Linked DNA regions of Mus musculus: regions 1 and 3 are each linked to region 2. A link is a contact called in public Hi-C and HiChIP or PLAC-seq data. All regions are on one chromosome and are shown on one strand. Each heading gives the region's core, a stretch centred on a gene start, on an enhancer-like site or on the middle of the called end of the contact. The rest is flanking DNA. Distances are from core to core; before and after follow the strand shown.

Region 1 (4,044 bases), core at 119-2,618, 300 kb before region 2:
AACTAGCCTGCCTCCATCTTAGGCTGGAAAGCCATCTCATAGTACAGACAAACTAGATTCATTTCTGTTTATGATTAAACCTCTGTTTTTCAAAGATTGGGCTATATCCCACTTAGAACCTTAACTACAAACAGTTCTGCACTGTGTGTTCCAGGAAATGGCAGCCATGTTCTTGTTTCAAAATCATCTTGCGACCCTACCCCCACTGCTTCAGAAGGTTGTTATAACGACTTTATTCTGGCCACTTTGCAGTCATGTTTTTGTTTCAGGATGTCATTATGACTAACTTATGGTTATGTTCTGACCCTGTAATCCCGCCTATTTTGTCCATCAAATCTGCCTTTTAAAAAAACTCTCAGCCGGGTGTGGTGGCGCACGCCTTTAATCCCAGCACTCAGGAGGCAGAGGCAGGCAGATTTCTGAGTTCGAGGCCAGCCTGGTCTACAGAGTGAGGTCCAGGACAGCCAGGGCTATACAGAGAAAAAAAAAAAAGAAAAGAAAAAAGAAAAGAAAAAAAGAGGAAAGTGTCCCTGGAGAATAAAGACTCAGGCAGCAGCCAGAATGGCCATCTTTCCTCTCCACTTGGGGTTCACTTGCTGTAGACAGTTGACACCCAAAAATGTATTTTTCTTCCTAGGTTAGAGCACCTGTCCTTTTCAGTAAGCCACCTAAAAAAGGCCAAATTAGGCTAAGGGTGCTGGGGCATGCCTTTAAAACCAGCATTCCACTTACGGCACAGGGAAGAGATTCTGAAAGCACTCAAGGCCAGCCTGGTCTAAGGCTACATAGTGAGAGCTTGCCTCAAAAAAAAAAAAACAAAAAACAAAAAACAAAAAATGAACAAGAACAGAGGAGGCTGGGAGAAAGGGAGAATAAAAAAAAAAAAAAAAGAACAAAAGGCCAAATTAAAAGTAAAAAGTAAAACAAAACAAAGGATAAAAAGGAGATTTACTCCTTTAGCCAGCCACATTATGAAGGGGAACAAAGAGATCTGGTCACACCCCAAGCCCATCTCTGGGTTCCTGACTAAGGGTAGGCTTTAAAACAGGAAGCATGAACTAACTAAACACTCCAGCAAGGTACAGTACCCTGCCTCCTGCTGGGTCAGCCCTGAGTCTTTCCTTCAAGGTTCTCTGAAGAATTTTAAATCTTTCTCCAAGAGCAGAGAGTTCTCTCAGGAGATTTCTTCTAGGCTTTAACCATTTCCCCTCTTAGCAGGAGATTCCTAGGGAAGTTCAAATTTCCCGGAGTTCATCCTTTCTGATGGTCTAGAGGGGGAAGAAAAGAGTCTCTTCAGAATGTGTTTATTCCTGCTGGGCAGGCGAGCCAGTTACAGGATCACCTGCTCACTTTGTAAAGTCTCTCTGTCAGAAGACCTATAAGCCCGGACTATGTTGGAGAGCAGCACGGGTAACCAGCTGTGCAACACCTGATTTAAATGTTGCCAGGAAACTTGGGAACTGGATGGCATCATTAGGTTTCTTTCCTTCTCTTCCTTGGTGCCTTTGCCCCCGCTGGGTGCACATTATTGTCAAGGACTTAAGAAAGCTATCAGATAAGTAAATAGCCTTCTGTCAATTCAACAGGCTGTTTTTTTCCTCTTCATAGATAGTGTGTTGTTACAGGCCCCTCCCCTTCACACGTTCAGTTTTCCATTAAAGGTGAGTTTGTAGTGCAATCAAGCCCTAATGTGGTGTGAAGTTCAAAGTCCTGCGGTTTGCAGCCTATTTTCTAATGTATGCGAAAGATCTTTAATAAGCAAAACAATACATACTCAATATCAGGTGACAACCAATTCTGCAAAGAAAACCTAACAGATGAGCAAGAGGAACATAAGACCTTGCATAGCCGACCTAGCTGGTCTATGTTCTCTGCCCCTTTTCTTCTGTTTCTGCTTTGCAGCCACCTCCTCACACACCCCCCACACTCCCCACCTCCGTTAATATGTCAGCCGCCCTTGGATCTCAGGGGTCTTTGGCTCTCTCTGTCTGGTGACTTGGTTTTACTCCTGGATCCATCCTTTTTTTCTTGCCTCCATTCACTGCTGCCGTCTCTGAGCTACTTGAACACCTTACCTAAAATTACCATCCAAATATACACAACCAACAAAGATGTGCCTAGCCCTTCCCCTTGCCTCGGTTCCTCCTGAGCATGTAGAACCACCTACCATGCAACGTATTCACTTAGCCATCTTATGTCCCATCAGATCCTGCCCCTACATATCAGGTGCAACTGGAACCCCAGTTCCCCCAAAGCAGTGAAAAACCCCAAAATGACGGTCTTGGCTCAGCTCCAGCTGGACTAGGAATGCTGGCAGAAGCTCCCCTGCACAATTTCTCAGGGACCTGTAAAAATGGGTTTTCTGTCTGCCAAAAGGAGCCACTCCCTTATTGCCTCGTCTAAAGACTCCCTATACACACACACACACACACACACACACATCTGTTATGCATGTCAAAGCCCATGCTTAGCTTAGAACAAGGAGTGAGTGCTGCCATCACAACGTTCCCTCTGCCAGATCCCCAATATCTAGGTCAATAGTTAACAGCATACAAAATCTTGAATAGACATGTGTGCTCTTTGATAATAGTGGTAGGGTCTGTGCAAAATGAAGTCCAGGAATTAGAAACCACAAAGGAAAGCTTGGGTTTACACTCTTTTCTTCTTGCCTGTTTTGTTTTGTTTTGTTTTGTTTTGTTTTGCTTTTACAGAACTTTCGGTACCTGATATCATGTTCCATTTTTCTATTTTTGTTCAATTAGTACTTACTAGAGTGTTGGAAGGCAAGGAAAGGAATGAGGAGACATGTTGGGGAGCAGATGTGGAAAGGTGATAGGGGATTTTCAGAGAGGAAACTAGAAAGGGGCTAGATAGCATACGAAATGTAAATGAAGAAAATATCTAATAATAATAATATTTTTTTAAAAACTCCAAAGATGCAGAATTACTCAGGGACCTGTAAAAATGGGATTTCTGTGTGCCAAAAGGAGCCTTATTGTCTCGTCTACAGACTCCCTACACACATATATCTGTTATGCTTGTCACAGCCCGGCTCAGTTCATCTGGAGTACTGGAGCCACAGCAAGGACATTGAGTTTTGTCTGAGAATGAGGAATTATTAGAAAAGTCAGGGTAGGAGAAGCGCTTAAGACAACTTAGACTTCAAGTGAGACATTCATGGTTTTAAGACTGGTGGAGGCCAAGAAGAATATTAAGATTTTTTGTTTGGTTGGTGTTTTGTTTTGTTTGGTTTTGTTTTGTTTTCGAGACAGGGTTTCTCTGTGTAGCCCTGGCTGTCCTGGAACTCACTCTGTAGACCAGGCTGGTCTCAAACTCAAAGATCCACCTGCCTCTGCCTCCCAAGTGCTGGGATTAAAGGCGTGCGCCACCACTGCCCGACGAATATTAAGATTCTTAATGAGGCTTCTGTAGTTGCTCTAGAAGAGATGATGCTGGCCAGAGTGGTCACTGTGGAGGCAACAAAACAGCAACTCAACTCAGAAAGTCTGACTCAACCAGACTGGCTTTGTGCAAAATGCAGGGTTTAAAGGCTAGACACAGTGTCTCTTCGGGAAGGAACACAAAAACCCCCTCTCTCGGAATTCTTTCTTCTTTCCTGTAGGCTTCTCTGTCTCAATGATCCCTTAGCAAATAATTGTTTTATTCTCCTCCACCTCTCACTGTACAACTGAAACCACAGAAGGGCAAGCTACCACATCTTATGCACACAGTGCCTTCATCAGCCCCCACCCTCCACCTTCCACGCTTGCTCTAGATACTGCCAACTGGTCAGGCCCAAAGGAAACTTTCTCCCCAGACTCCAAAAGCAGTCCACAGAGCCCCAAATCAGCTCAAGCTAGACCATAGGAGTTCTGGTGGTTAAATAAAAACCAGCATTCCTCAAAACTTGTAGAACGGGTTCCCTCTGGCCAAAAGGAGTCTCCTTTTCTTCTGTAAGGAGGGGCATTTGGCTTTCTACTGACATTTATCCTTGGCCTTGGCTGCATATCAAAGTCCCTCCAGTCCCTACTCAGAAGTGCTTGT
Region 2 (3,795 bases), core at 890-3,389:
CTGAGACTTTTTAAGAACTAATAGGCAGGTTTTGTGGTTGGTGTGTTCATTTTGGTCACTTATTTTAAGACCTCCACTGACACTCGATACACAATTGAAGACCTGGGACTTGATTTTCCTGTCTCAGCCTACGAAGTGTTGGGACTACAGGCTTTTGCTACCATGTCCTTTTAGTAAGCAAGATATTTAATATACTCTGCCTCTGCCTCCCAAGTGTTGGGATTAAAGGCACTGAGTCACCAAGTTAACCTTTTCTTAAAGAGAGTGTACCACTCTCAACCTTCCTATATGCTAGGCAAATGTCCAGCCCCCACAGCCCTGTCCTTTAACCTCAATTTTTTTTTTTTGGAAAAAGTCATACTACTGTGGATCAGTGTTTTTGAACTTCTGCCTAGCTGTGGGGTGACAGCTTCCCAGGTACCTTGCCCAATTCCCACCTTAAATAAAGCAGTTCACAGGGCTTAACAACTGAGATGAGTGGAATTTGAAAATCTCAGTGAGGTTTAAGAAGCCTGCCTGATATGGTGGTGTGCACCTTTAACCAGCTGCAGGGAGGTAAAACTGGAGGTGTGTTGGTGGGCGGAGGGAGTGGTCCTTGTATCAAAACTGTATACTTTATCTTGGCTTTCCAGAGTCTTACTGAGAAATCCATCTCAAACCTACACTATTTTCGCCAGGATTCTGACATTGGATGATAGATACCTGGTGGTGTGTGGTCTAAGGTTGAAGAAGAAACATTTGATTGCGTAGCGTAGTCTGTGTTTGGCTCCTCCTCCTCCTTAAAGGGGACCAGCGTTAAAATCACACTTTCTTCATCCAAGTTTTCCTCAGATTGGTTCTGCAAAGAGAAGCAGTGAGGGGTTTCTGCTGAATTCATTTACCATCAGAGTCTTAGTGTTGAAATAAAGAAGATAACCTCAGGAAGCAGGCGGCTGGGAACTACCAAACCACTGTGGAAGGGCTTTCTAAACGCTCAGAAAAGCAAGGCATCAACTAGAGAGTGACACCTCCTGGAGGAAGTTCCTGAAGATTTGGTCCCCTCCCCTTCCTTCTCCTATGGAAATCTCAACACCAATACTTCCAAACTAGAAATAAGGATTTCTTTTTCCATTTGTATAGCGCCTTATCAAAGTTCCCCAGACACAAATCCACTTCTGTTACCATAAAAAACACTGAGCTGGGGGTTAGGGGTGGGGACTAATGACAAAGGCCTTCAATCCCAGCACTTAGGAGGCAGAGGCAGGCAGATCTAGGCCAGCTTAATCTATGGAACAAGTTCCAGGAGAGCCAGTGAAACCCAGTCTCGAAAAACCAAATAACAACCACAAAACAAACAACGGTAACAACAAAAGCCAAAACAAACAAAACAAAAAAACAAGAACAAAAACCAAACGAAACGAACATGGTGAGGCCTAAAAGCAATATTGACAGGCTAGTGGTCCTTACCTGGCCCAGAATCACACAATCCGAGATGGGGAAACCCACCAACTAGGCATTAGAGGTATTGGGAACTGGTTACTTCTCCTTAGGGGGAAAAATGGCTACTTTGTTTTTTAAATGTAAATTATCAAAAATTTCCACTTAATTTCAGCTCACCTTCTCGGTAGATTTTAATCCTAGCTTCAGCCTTCCTAGTCTGAGACGATTTACTCCTTTAGCAAGGAAACAGTTTCATTTTACTCCCAGGAAATACATAGTGTCAAACGTGTGTGTGGGGGTGGGGGTGGGGGGGGGGGAGTGGAGTATCAAGCAGAGAGGGTTCCAAGATTGAGGCCTTAAACCCACGCAGTTCCTCGGAAGCCAGACAGGAGCCCTAGAGTGAAAAAGAACTCCCAAGAGAAAACCAATTCTCTTAGAGAATCAATTCTCTTACCTCGTTGAAAGTCTCCAGGCCGAAGTATGACATTTTCAGGCAGGCTTGGAAGAAGACAAAGGCAGCCGCTGAATGAATGCCGACTTCTTTTATAAGTAAATGACTGCTTCCTGTCTTCCTGTGGCCCAATTAAGCTCTTCCCCCTCCTCCTCTCTCCACCCTCTTCTCTTTGACGTGATTTTATCAGTTCTCTGGGTCTCAGTAGATAATTGATAGCAAAAAGCTGAGTTCTTAAGTAAATCAAAAGCCAGCCACACCTTCTCCTTTAAAAAATAAATAAATAAATAAATAAATAAATAAAATTAGTCTCGAGCTTTGTCCTCCTGGTAAATGTTTATAACCTCAGTGCTCCGGATGCAGAAATAGCAGCAGGAGGGTCATGACCTAGAGTTCTGACTGGAAGACACAGGAGGACCCTCCCTCAGGGTGGCGCATGCTAGTGATCCCAGTGCCGGGGAGGCTGAGCCAGGAAAGATGGAAGCTTAAACCTTCAAATTGGACGTTTTAAATCCAGGGCAAGACATGACAAGAGAGACAAGAGACCTAGAAATAATGAAAAACAAACCTTTCCACTCCTTCTGTGTTACAGAGTGTCTAAAAAAACAAATAAATAAGTAAATAAAATAATAGAAAGAAAGAAAGAAAGAAAGAAAGAAAGAAAGAAAGAAAGGACAGCCTAAAAAAAAAAAAAAAAAAGTAATCTTGCCAGGCCGGGGAAACAGTAGCACACGCCTTTAATCCCAGCATTTGGGAGGCAGAGGCAGGTGGATTTCTGAGTTCGAGGCCAGCCTGGTCGTCAACAGGGTGAGTTTCAGGACAGCCAAGGCTATACAGAGAAATCCTGTCTTGAAAAACCAAAGAAAGAAAAGAAAAAGAAAAAAGAAAAAGTAATCTTTAATTTATTGAGGAATTGTCTGGAAATCTAAATTACCAAGCTGTACCTATCTCCTGAATCACTTCTTTGAGGGTGTGTCCCAGGAATCTGTATTTCCATGATTCCCTCAGGTGTTTCTTGACAGTCTAGTAACACTGGTTCTAGAAGTAGGCCAATAATAGCAAATAACCCTTGCTCCGCCTTTGTGGGAGAGAAATTGAATAATGTCCAGGGAGTTATGGACAAGTAAGGACTCCTCATTCCCACATGGGTCTATATTCCTGCTTTGGATGATTAAGAAAGGGAACCTAGTTGCCTAAGGTTTGTGGTATTTGAGACAAAGCCCAGGTTGTCCTTGAATTTTTTGTTTGTTTTGTTTTTTCGAGACAGGGTTTCTCTTTGTAGTCCTGGCTGTCTTGGAACTCACTCTGTAGACCAGGCTGGCCTTGAACTCAGAAATCCGCCTGCTTCTGACTCCGGAGTGCTGGGACTAAAGGCGTGCGCCACCACGCCCAGCTGTCCTTGAACTGTTGACCATGCTTTTGCCTCAACCTCCCAAGTACAGAGATCACCACCCCTTTCACATGCTAGAGTTCTTTCTGAGTGAGACTTTCTGATGGTCCATTTGTGCATACACACAGGAAAACATCTATATGTAAAATTAAGTTTAAATTGGAATTTAAAAGACAAACAAGCCGGGTATGGTGGCGCACACCTTTAATCCCAGCACTCCGGAGGCAGAGGCAGGCGGATTTCTGAGTTCGAGGTCAGCCTGATCTACAAAGTGAGCTCCAGGACAGCCAGGGCTACACAGAGAAACCCTGTCTCGAAAACAAACAAACAAACAAACCAAAAAAAAAAAAAAAAAAGACAAACAATGGGGCTGGAGAGATGGCTCAGCGGTTAAAAGCACTGACTGCTCTTCAGAAGGTCCTGAGTTCAAATCCCAGCAACCACAATGAGATTTGATGCCCTCTTTGGTGACAGCTACAGTGTACTCAGATACAATAAGTAAATCTTTAGCGAGCGGTGCAGACCAGAGCATCGA
Region 3 (4,013 bases), core at 297-2,796, 320 kb before region 2:
AAGACAGGGTTTCTCTGTATAGCCCTGGCTGTCCTGGATCTCACTTTGTAGACCAGGCTGGCCTCAAACTCAGAAATCCACCTGCCTCTGCCTCTGCCTCTGCCTCCCGAGTGCTGAGATTAAAGGCATGCAACACCACGCCCAGCGTAAAAATACAATTCTTAACATGTGTATAACATATGCATGTCATACTTACAAAGGTTATTTCACTCCACCTAAATAATGAAATTAGTATAAAAAAACATATCAAGGTCCAAATCAAGCAAAATTTAAGCTTAAGTGGCAGTTTCTTTTTCTCTAGACCTCAGAGGGAAAGTAGAAAACTCTAGAAATTGCTTCCTATAGAATTGGAAGAATTAAGAAATAAGGGAATGGATGTATAGCAAACGATAACAGAAAAAAAAAAATAAGAATCAGGCTAAATTTTACAATAGCAATCAAAAGGAAATGTTTTCTAAAAGGATTTTCCAGTTTTCTTTATTAGTGGTTTTAAGAAAAAACATCTTTTCTGACTTCTGAGATACCCTCTCAGGGTTCTGTATCTTTTGCTTACGCTGACTCTGGAGACTTTTCATGTAAAGCGGTCGGGAGCCGATCTTCTTTAAGCAAATCTTCTAAGTAAGCATCAATCTGCTGCGGGTCTCCTGCTGGACCACCCTGGAAGAGAGAAGCCACAGTCACTCCAGGAGGAGAGGCTCAGCTGTTATTCCTGTCACTCTGGAAGCCTCCTGCAGTCACCGTGGTGATTCATGAAGCAGCAACCCTACACCCCGTCTGATTAATACTCTTACCTTTGCAAATGTTTTCTCTCATTTCATCTTATTTTACGTTTACAAGTGGTTAAGGATTTGAATACTGTTTTCTTCTTCAGTGGAAGTCAGAGTTTTCCTCTTTCAAGAATTGGCTGAAGTGGTAGTGCTGACAAAGCCCAAATACAATTACTATGTGTGAAATCATTTAGCATAAATTATCTTTTTGCTCTTTAATAATGTAGCCTCTTAATCACTTACCGGATCACCAAAATGAAGAGGGATTTCTCCGTCTGGCAGCTAAAACCCCTTTCCATCTGGGCTTGGGGAACAGGAGATTGGGCTGGATAGTGGGGGAGAAGCCCCCTACCACCGGAGGCGAAGGTCCTCATGGCTCAAGTCCCCCACCCTCTCCATAGCTCTTCCTGGGTGAATGGAGGAGTGGGGACTGCCACCTGAGCTTGTGTGAAGTACTTTTTGTGTGTCTCGTTTTTACTCGATAGAGAAAGAATTCTTGGTGAAGCTGAAGATGAGGATATTAGAGAAAATGAACTCACGCACTTCAGCATGTTCACAACTTAAGACATGAGAAGGCTAAGCTGATTCCATGACAGACTTCAAATTGGCAGTTAAGGAGACGAGGCCTAAACACTTCGCAAGTCCAGGCAAGCCCAGGCAAGTCAATTACTAATAGAAAAAAAAAAAAAAAAAAAAAAAAAGCCCAGGCTCCAACGTCATGACCAGGTAATGGAGTGTCCCAGCCACCTGGCCTGAAGCAGTTTCCAGACTTCCTCAGCTACTTCCTCAGTAATGGTTCCCTCCACAGTACGTTCCCAGCTTCCCTACCCCCAACACCCTCACACACACACACACACACACACACACACACACACACAATGGAATATCCGTAGAGATGAATGCAACAGATTAACACAGAGGTCACCTGCCCTGGAATTCCCTAATGTGCTTTAAATCACATTTTAGGCCAGCAAGCTCACTTGGGTGTCTCTGTCTTGGTAATGGGAGACCCCAACATGCTGGATTTCTGCTGAATAAAACACTCTTGCATTTACATACTATTTGAGTCAGGGTATCATTCTTCATCGAATCATGAACCCTTACAGACAGAAACCCAGGCAGGCTGGATTCAACTCTGTCGTGATATATGGCAGATTTGCCTGTCTCTTTTCCAGCCCCTTCAAGGATAAAGCCACCCCAATTCTCCAAGTTTTCCATAAGGTCGGTCCCTGCCTTCTCACAGTGTGCGACGCTCAGGAAGACTTAGCTCATGACTTAAATCTAAAATACCACAGGCTCCTTAAACTCAGTTTTGACTCTGATTTCTCCATATATTTCTAGAATCCACAGAAAGCCTTTACAGCTTTGGCTACTATATTTAAGTTTTTGATATAACCAAGATTCCTATGTGCTATCTAGAAACTGGGCCACTCTTTATAGGTCTAGAGGGACATGGGAAAGGGGCATGATATACTGTGGGAAATTGCAGGCTGGTCTCCAGTCGAGCTGAGGTCTGAACCCCGATGGTCATAATTCACCTACATGACATGGTAGGGGTTCCCTCATGCTCCTGGAACTCCAGCCCCTGCCTAAGGTACCATCTCCCACAGTCCCCACAAGAGAAGCATGGTCAGTAGTCAAGTAAACAATGGCCCAAGCTTCTGACCTTCAGGCTAAACTCCTCCCCAGTTACCTAGCAACAGTGAAGACCTTAGAAAGGGGTGCTCAGCCCCCACCTCGCTCGCTTATTCCTTTGTCCTCTCACCTCTCTCTTATGTCACTTCTCTCTCCTCTTTCCTTTCTCTTTCTTCTTTTCTCTCTCTCTCTCTTCCTCCTTTCTACCTTCTCTCTTTCCCCTGCATTTCTATAATAAAGCTCTAAAACCATAGAGTCTCTGTTCTGCTCCTTCAAGTTCCACTGCGTACTCTGGTCAGTGTTGGGAACTTCTTTCCTCTTCCCTCTCTCCCACAACCCTGGTAGCTTTAGCAAAGTAGCTGGGGGGGGGGGGGTCCCCAGGCAGGGCTGCCTCTTGACTACCCCCTGAAGAGTCGGATAGAGGAATGCCCACCTAGGGATGAGTAGATAGGGTAGATAGTAGCCCTCCCACACCTGACTGACCAGAGAATAGGGAAACTCTGGCGGGGTGTGGGCATCTTTTCCTTTCCGTTATTCCCCAGGGCCCCAGGTTACCCCTTTTTTATTTTGTTCCCAACAATATACTAGAAAGAAAATGTATTTATAAAACTCATCACTATGTACAGTGAAAGTATACCAATAAAAGAAGATGGACCAGTACCCATTACTTAATTCATCATGGAAGCATTCAAGCAAAAGTGACAATAATTTAGATTTATGATGTTTCCCTGGCTTTTGTTTTGCTTTAACTCCTCCCTCTGAGATTAAGAAAATTTTATTTTTATTTTTATATAAAATAAAATTGCATTAAAATATTTCACTTCCTGAAAAAGTTGGAAATTATTATCTATTGGACACATGTTATTGAGAGACTGATTGATTGGATCTAGAATTACTTAGTTAATAGGGCTCTGGGCATGCCTATGGAAGGTTATCTTGACTGTGTTAAATGAGGTAGACAGACGCTCCAACTGTGTGCACTGTGGGTCTGGACAATGTAAGAGGATAAAGGGCCTAAGTAGTAGAATATATTCATTGCTTTCTATCCTTGACTGCAGGTGCAATGTGGCCAGCTTCAAGCTCCTGAGCTCTGACTTTCATGATAGACCACATCCTTGAACTGTAAACCAAAACACACTCTTTTCTCTCATAAGCTCCTTTTGTCCAGGTATTTTCATCAACTCATGGTACAAGCCAAGATTCTAGTGTTTCCTTGGAGAAAGAGGTGCAGAAAAATTCTAATGTATGCCTTGAAAGTTAATTTATTGTAACAGTGTATGGTTAGACAGACCAGACTGCTCGGTCTCTGTGTCTACAGCAACCCCTCCCCTCACAGGCATGGGCAAGCACTCTACTAAGAGTACTGCTTGTAACTACCTAACACACTTCCAGGTCCCTAGACTTCTTGCTTAGAGCCATGAGTTTTTACCAAAGAAAGTAGATTGGAAGCCACACATCCTGTCCCCACCCCAAACCCCTTTCCTGCTGGGCTGAAGAAGCCTGCAGTGACACACCGCTGTTCTTTCTCAGAAACATAAGACTCCAACTAGGCCACATGTGCCTGATTCCTCTCTTCATAGCGGTCACCATTTGCCTCTTTGTAGTGGTATT

What was found. Hi-C and Micro-C count contacts between places; a contact is called where the count stands out from the background. HiChIP or PLAC-seq counts read pairs in DNA pulled down with a chosen protein or histone mark.
Region 1: an H3K27ac HiChIP or PLAC-seq map of embryonic stem cells shows a contact between it and region 2, with 20 read pairs. The contact joins the enhancer-like site here to the promoter of Dppa2 in region 2. A contact is called at or near these places in 6 of 39 promoter capture datasets (cranial neural crest, embryonic stem cells and hippocampal neurons), 5 of 484 Hi-C or Micro-C datasets (all in embryonic stem cells), 11 of 115 datasets of contacts at active chromatin or transcription factors (all in embryonic stem cells) and 1 of 9 other capture datasets (pancreatic islet).
Region 3: a Hi-C map of embryonic stem cells shows a contact between it and region 2, with 2.8 times the contacts expected there. The contact joins the enhancer-like site here to the promoter of Dppa2 in region 2. A contact is called at or near these places in 1 of 39 promoter capture datasets (embryonic stem cells), 1 of 484 Hi-C or Micro-C datasets (embryonic stem cells), 2 of 115 datasets of contacts at active chromatin or transcription factors (both in embryonic stem cells) and 2 of 9 other capture datasets (embryonic stem cells and liver).

What each region holds. Positions count from the first base shown.
Region 1 is chr16:48,603,850-48,607,893 of GRCm38.p6, reverse strand. All of the region lies in intron 20 of Morc1 (microrchidia 1), which reads right to left. All of the region lies in intron 1 of Gm41458 (a long non-coding RNA gene), which reads left to right. Among named protein-coding and RNA genes, the nearest start is that of Gm41458, 8.0 kb to the left of the region's middle. Within about 2 kb of position 1,368, at least 16 of the 459 cell types and tissues checked have an H3K27ac peak or open chromatin away from gene starts, as enhancers often do. A contact at or near this core is called in embryonic stem cells, where this site is marked.
Region 2 is chr16:48,308,618-48,312,412 of GRCm38.p6, reverse strand. Dppa2 (developmental pluripotency associated 2) reads right to left here and starts at 2,139. Exons shown (of 7, transcript NM_028615.1): 1 at 1,874-2,139; 2 at 703-838. The coding sequence starts at 1,906.
Region 3 is chr16:48,627,349-48,631,361 of GRCm38.p6, reverse strand. It overlaps Morc1 (microrchidia 1), which reads right to left. Exons shown (of 27, transcript NM_010816.1): 27 at 457-657. The coding sequence ends at 550. Among named protein-coding and RNA genes, the nearest start is that of Gm41458, 16 kb to the right of the region's middle. Within about 2 kb of position 1,546, at least 9 of the 459 cell types and tissues checked have an H3K27ac peak or open chromatin away from gene starts, as enhancers often do. A contact at or near this core is called in embryonic stem cells, where this site is marked.